2 separate regions of the Mus musculus genome follow, and region 2 is linked to region 1. The links are chromatin contacts, called in public Hi-C maps. All regions are on one chromosome and are shown on one strand. The core of a region is the stretch at or near the end of the contact, and the rest is flanking DNA. Distances in the headings are between cores, read along the strand shown. Region 1 has its middle 20 kb from the start of Gm23118. Region 2 overlaps Camk1d (calcium/calmodulin-dependent protein kinase ID).

Region 1 (3,489 bases), core at 652-3,151:
CCTCTGCCACAATATGAACTGAGATACTGCCTCAAGCCTCTCCCTGACCGGCAGGGACAGACTGAGCCTTCAAGTGTGAGCCACAGTCAGCTCTCCCTCTTTGTTGTTTATGCTGGCGAATTTGATCACAGAAACATGAAAGGAACAAACGCACACAGTTTAATTTCTAAAAGTGTGTTGAACCATAGCCTCACTGGCTAAATAGCTGCCCTCACGCTCTTGCCAGATGGGCCTCCCAAGCATCAAACATGCACGCTTACAGGGCACTAGGAGCATGTACAAACAAGACACAATTTACATCTACAGAGGAAGTGAACACACATCACATTTGCAACACTTCATATTAGAAACAAGTCAACCCCCCCCCCCCACACACACACACTTAACACACAAAGGGATAGCAATACATTCGAGACAAGTAGTGAGGGCATTATCTTAAAATTAGCCTGTTCTAACTGGACTCTAATAACTCATTAGTACAAAAGCGTGTTCTAAAGGAAGGGTGGCAGGTTCCCAGACATGTGGATATCACATCTCTACTATGTCTGTAACACCATAACTAGCTTGGTCACTTTTATGAAGGACAACTGCCACCCCTGAAGATGCCCCAAAGCCATAGGAACACCAAGTCTCTCACTGTTTTCTAGATGCGGTCTAACATCCAAAGGGAAATTGACGAGACTCAGTTGAAAACACAGTGATATTCAGGGTAATAAGTAACTCTCAAGATTCTACTGAGAAAATTCAGTTCATATTCTCTCTCATTCTTTAATCCTGTCTTAGTCAGCTTAGGGGGCTGGCTATCTCACACAAAGCACTACCAAGGTGCCACAAACAGCATTTCTTTCTCATAGTTCTGGAACATAGATGTCTTAGATCAAAGCACTGGTTGATTTGGAAGCTAGTGCCAAATTCACGCGTATTGATTTGAAAAATACTTCCTGGTTTCCTTACCATCCCTCTTCCTTCCTCCCTTCCTCCCTCCCTTCTCTTTTTCAAATTCATTATTATGTGTATATGTTTTTGCCTGCACCACATTCATGCTTGGTACCTATGGAGGCCAGAAGAGGATGCCAGATCCCCTGGAACTGGAGTTAGAGATAGTCATGAGCTGCAATGTGGGTGCTGGGAATCAAACCCAGGTCTTCTGCAAGAGAAGCTAGTGTTCTTAATGGCTGAATCAATTCTTCAGTCCTCAACCTATCTTATCATTGGCTCTCTACAGAATGGATGAGGTTGTCGATCTGTGGTATCATGTGGAACATAAACAGTGGTCTATAGCAACATCTTCTCTGCTGGTTTCCTGAATTTCATGAAGAAATTTCCAGCAGTAGAAAGAATGCTTTATGAACAAAGGACTGTCCTTGTGACATACCACAACAGAGTCTGGAATTTATGTTCTTGTCATCTCTTCTCTGTATCAGTGAGCAGCATGAAACCAAGACTCCAGATGTCCCTTCTTTGTTTCTTTCTGTGAGGCTGTTTAATGTCACTTGTAAATTTAAAACCAATCAGCCAAGCAAACATTTTCATATCTATATTACCTTCAACATGGCCCCTTAAGACATATCAAGGGGGCTGATTTTGTAAAAAACTTTCTCACATGCATCAATCTCTTCCAAATAGGAGTTTTTCCTAAATCCCACGGTCTTTTGCACGCCACATTTAAGTGTTTTCCTTTGTAAGTTTCATTTTGCCCTGGATTCCTCGAGGCAGTTGCATTAGTTGGAGTTAATAACTCAGACCCCAGTGTTTAGCTTGGAAGAGGCAAGCTGTTGCAAATCTCTGGGTTAACCAGCCCTAGGCTATGTGGAAAGTTTTTGTAACAGTTGGTGGGAGGAACCCACCTGGTTCTTCCCCTGCTCCCATTCAGGTAACAACTCACTCAGTGTCCCTGAGGCATAAATCTTTCAGATCCACTCCTTCTGCCTGTTTGCCAAGAACTGTATATCACAGGGGACTTCAGAGAGGAACGCAGCACATCAGTTAGAGAGAAATGCTTTTTTCTTTCTTTTCTTTTGTATTCTCCAAGAACCTTAGTAATTGGAAAGGACATCCATCCTGCTACCATTAGAGACTTTGCTTTGGTGTGTACACATGAGAGGCCATTGTGTGGCGGTCAGAAAACAACCTCAGGTGCTCTTCATCTTTGTTCTTCTCTGTTCTTCTCGTCTCGTCTCGTCTCGTCTCGTCTCGTCTCGTCTCCTCTCCTCTCCTATCCTATCCTATCCTATCCTATCCTCTCTTCTCCTCCTCTCTTCTCTTCCTCTCTCTCTCTCTCCTCTCTCTCTCTCTCTCTCTCTTTCTCTCTCTCTCTCTCTCTCTCCTCCCTCTCCTTACTGTGTTTCTTGATGGCGTGGGACTTGGCAAGTACACTAGCAGGAGAGCTAGTGAGTCCTGGGGATCTGCCCATCCCCCTTCACTGGCTCTTGAATTCCCAGTAAGCAGGAGTATGCCTGAATCGCCACCACCACCACCACCACCACCACCACCACCACCGAGAGTTCTAGAGATCAACTGGTATCCTCATGCTTTCAAGGCAAACACTTTCAAGGCAAACAAGAATTTTCTTGTCCTCTACTATCTCGATCATCAGTAGGAGACAGGGAACCCAGAAGCACCCCCTCCTATTCATGACATGTCTGATCATGACCAATGGCCTCCTTGTGGCATGGAGCATGTCATGAGTTAGGGGAAACTGAGAAGCCAGGACCAAATTTCATCTCAGGAAGAGTACACAGTCGTGGGAAAATCCTACCAACACCATAACTCCTGTCGCATAGAGCCCACTTCTGCTTGAAAACCCTGTGTTGGCTGCAGCTGTACGTTTTCCAACCACACATACCACCGATCAGTTTCCCTCTTTTCTCCTGGAACTCTCAGGGGCTGGATCGCCTGTCCTTTATTTCTGAGGTGGGAGTGGCTGGTTAAAGTGAGAACGCACAAGAGAACTCAGGTGTCTTTCACAAAGTGCCATTCTGGACCTCTGAGAACTATCTGAATTCAACTAATTTAAATAATTTTGGTGTCAGACACCAGGTTGGTACCAGTGAGTTGGACATTCATTTTGTGACTCAAATGCTCAAGGCTTTGGGCTGGGGGATTTGCCAAGTCAGTTTTCCTTACACTGGAGTTGTCTAGCCCACCTTTTGTTGGCTTTTTCTTCTGAAACGTGATAAATGCATCCAGATGTTTCTAGCACTTTATCAAACCATTGAGTGCAGGAAAGACGGTTTTTCATCTCCCCAAGAGTCATAAGCATTGGACATGACCTGCTTGTATCTCCTCAAATGCATCATCTCTCTCCTCCCACAAACTCTGACTTGTCATACCAAGAGGAACACTGTGCTAGGGCTCCCCTTACCTTCCTGTTGTCCCCTCCGCTGGCTAAGTTTCACACACAAATCAGCTCTCTTCAGAATAGACTCTTAATGTCAAGAGAACAAAAATTCAATATTTCAACTTCTCTCTGGAATTTTCTTTCCTTCC
Region 2 (3,489 bases), core at 711-3,210, 140 kb after region 1:
ACATACACACATATACACATACAAATGCACACACACACACACAAATGTACACACATACACACACAAATGCACACATACATACACACACACCAAAATGCACACATACACACATATACACATACAAATGCACACACACACACACACACAAATGTACACACATACACACACAAATGCACACATACATACACACACACCAAAATGCACACATACACACATATACACATACAAATGCACACACACACACAAATGTACACACATACACACACAAATGCACACATACACACACAAATGCACACATACACACATACACATACAAATGCACACACATACACACACAAATGTGCACACACACACAAATGTGCACACACACACAAATGTGCACACACACACAAACACATACAAATGCACACACATACACACACAAATGTGCACACACACACAAATGTGCACACACACACAAATGTGCACACACACACAAATGCACACATGCATACACACATACAAATTCATACACACAGAAGAAAAACAACCACTAAAGCTAGAGTTTGGGAGAGGGGAAAAATTGGCAGTGAGCCTAAGTTGGGTTGTGAGTTGAACATGGAGGGAGGTGGGCAGGGCAGGGATGCTGGTGAGCACGACACTGATCATCCCAAAGTGACACCCCAGGTATTGGGAGTGTTGGTGGCTGACTCCTCTTAGTTGTGACCTTTTGAAGGTACTCCTTATAGCAAAAAAGCTCCCTTGCCCACAGCCACACTTCCCTTCCTGGGGACAGCCTGCACCTAACAGCATGAGGGGATGTGCACACTCCACCTCCTTCCTTGCTTCATGTGGGAGAAACCTGTTAAGGGTCACCTCAGCTCTAGAGACTCCAGAGAAGGTGGAGGCTTTGCTAGGACAGCTGTATAGCCTACCCGATCCCACCTCCTTCCGGTCTTGCTTCCTTCCCTACTTGCTGGGTCTGCAGGTTCTGAAACTCACCTGTACTCAAATCTCTGGTTTAGAGGCTGTTTCTATGGAAACTGGCCTAAGGCAGAAGCTTATTAGACACTCATCCTCAGCTTGTAAATGCTAAACAGCCTTCATAATCAGAAATAAGAAAACCAAAAAATTCCTTGAGTAGAAATGCCACAAACGAGAGAGAGAGAGAGAGAGAGAGAGAGAGAGAGAGAGAGAGAGAGAGAGAGAGAGAGAAGACTTGGTGTTTCATGGATTATTGTCAAACCTAAATGTGTTGTAGGAAGGTAGAGAATAAGATGGCTTAGAAGAAGGCTTTCCTGACCCCTGAGCCTAGAAGTCAGCCTCCTGTCTCAGCGTTTGAAGGGGCTGCCAAGTTCTATTATAAGAACAGCAAGAGCTATTTACCTAGACTGAGATAATGCCTTCCTTGGTAAAGTGCTACCACACAAGCACCCAAGGACCTGACTGCAATCACTAGCATTCATGCATAAAGCCGGGTGTTGTCATGCGTGCTTGGAATCTCAGATCCAGGAGGGGTGGAAACAGGGAAGTCCCAGGGGCTTGCTGGTCAGCTGGCCTCATCTAGTCAGTGAGTCCTGGTCTCAAGAGAGACTCTGTCTCAACATAATGTAGATGGATCCTGAGAAATGAAAGGTAGGCTTAACCTCTGGCCTCCACAGGCATATGCACACGTGTGAACACACACACACACACACACACACACAGAGAGAGAGAGAGAGAGATTTACAGGTACGTTCATGAGGGGATGTGCACACTCCACCTCCTTCCTTGCTTCACGTGGGAGAAACCTGTTAAGGGTCACCTCGGCTCTAGAGACTCCAGAGAAGGTGGACTCTTTGAACTGAAATGTACAGTCAACCTGCTGTCTGTCAATGTTCTAAGGACATACATTTTCTGCTAAGTGTGAAGAAAGGAACACAAGGCCATGAGAGAGCTCCGGCAATCCAAAAGGCCAAGAGATGCCAGCAGTCTGTACCCACACTTGAATTTAGAGTGCATTCATTTCCTACACTTAATACAATTGCACCCTCTACCAGACAGCCTGCAGGCTGGAGGATAATGAGATTTCAGCGAGCCCAGTACTTAAAGTCATTGATACAAGAGCATTCGAAAACACAGCAGCCTATCCTCTCTGTCACATGCAAAGGAGGCTCTGGAAGAGCTGCTGTCTCTAACAAGTCCAGGAGCTACTTGACTGTCTGAAACTGCCTTGCTCTGAAAAAAAAAAAAATCAAATTTTATTAGAAATCCCTGGTATCTCACTATTACTAACTCCCAGTGGTCCATTAAGTGAATGCAGGCATATCGACTAGAGAGTCATAAATTATTGATTCTGTTTCACTAGACCCAAGTCAGTGCCCAGTGCTGTGGAGTACGCTGTCTTGTGTAAAAATAAATCAGTGTCTCGGAAGAGGTCCTATGCTCCAGTTTCTGGACTCCTGGTGTTTGTTGCAGAACCATGCTGGTCTGCCTCCTTGTTCCCTGCCGAGTCTTTCAGCATCTCCTGTTCTGAACTAACCTGGCTTCAGTCCTCAGCCTATCTGCCCTCGCAGATCCATCTCCTAGCTTTTGGTCTTGTCTTCCTCTCTTAACCGGAGACTGCCACAAAGCAAACCTTTGTGGTCAGCCATCTGTGAAGGGTTTCCTTGAATTCTATTCAACTTCAATCAAAACTGTTCAGAGAACACACACGCCACGTCTGTACTGAAGGGACAGAAACTTGCCCCCTTGTTACTCTTGGACTAGTTAAGTACAGTGTAATAATGATTTACTTACTAGTTATTGCATTGAGTTTTATAACTCATCCACAAGTACACAGACAGATGTGCAGAGGGCTATGCGAATGTCTCTTCACCGTGCCAGACTAGAGTCAAGCTCAACAGGGTCTTCTTTCCCCCCTGATTCCGCCAAGCCCGTTCCCTTGGCTGTGGTTTCGTTGGATAGTAGGTAGGGACAGTGGGAATCTCGTTCATCCATTCATGCGCGTCACTAATTAGATGACGAGGCATTTGGCTACCTTAAGGGAGTCAGTTTCTCCCGCCGTTTACACGCGCTTCATTGAATTTCTTCACTTTGACATTCAGAGCACTGGGCAGAAATCACATCGCGTCAACACCCGCCGCGGGCCTTCGCGAAGCTTTGTTTTAATTAAACAGTCGGATTCCCCTGGTCCTCACCAGGGGAATTATTTTGTGTGTATTTGTGTGTGCGCGCACATGTACATGTGTGAGCATATTTGAGGAGGTCAGAGGTAGTGCTGTCTGTCATCCCTCTGATGCTATCCATCATGGGGTTTTGAAGCAGGATCTCTCACTGGCTTGGAAAGCATCAAGGAGGCTAAGCTGGCAGGCCAGCAAGCCCTAGGGATGTTCCTGTCTTTCTCCCCCTAGTCCTGGGATGACAATTGGGAGGCGCCAGGTATGTTTCTGTGTTTTAATATGGGTTCTGGGGATGAACTGAACCATCTCCTTAGCCCACAAGTTACCACTGTAGATAACAGACTGATGC

Evidence for each region. Hi-C and Micro-C count contacts between places; a contact is called where the count stands out from the background.
Region 2: a contact with region 1 is called in a Hi-C map of the N1E-115 cell line, with 5 times the contacts expected there. The contact joins two enhancer-like sites. A contact is called at or near these places in 5 of 484 Hi-C or Micro-C datasets (the 3T3-L1 cell line, the AML12 cell line, the N1E-115 cell line and 2 more) and 1 of 115 datasets of contacts at active chromatin or transcription factors (embryonic stem cells).

Annotation. Positions count from the first base shown.
Region 1 is chr2:5,237,905-5,241,393 of GRCm38.p6, forward strand. No RefSeq gene overlaps it. Among named protein-coding and RNA genes, the nearest start is that of Gm23118, 20 kb to the right of the region's middle. Within about 2 kb of position 1,902, at least 13 of the 459 cell types and tissues checked have an H3K27ac peak or open chromatin away from gene starts, as enhancers often do. A contact at or near this core is called in the N1E-115 cell line, where this site is marked.
Region 2 is chr2:5,376,216-5,379,704 of GRCm38.p6, forward strand. All of the region lies in intron 3 of Camk1d (calcium/calmodulin-dependent protein kinase ID), which reads right to left. Among named protein-coding and RNA genes, the nearest start is that of Gm36906, 63 kb to the left of the region's middle. Within about 2 kb of position 1,961, at least 10 of the 459 cell types and tissues checked have an H3K27ac peak or open chromatin away from gene starts, as enhancers often do. A contact at or near this core is called in the N1E-115 cell line, where this site is marked.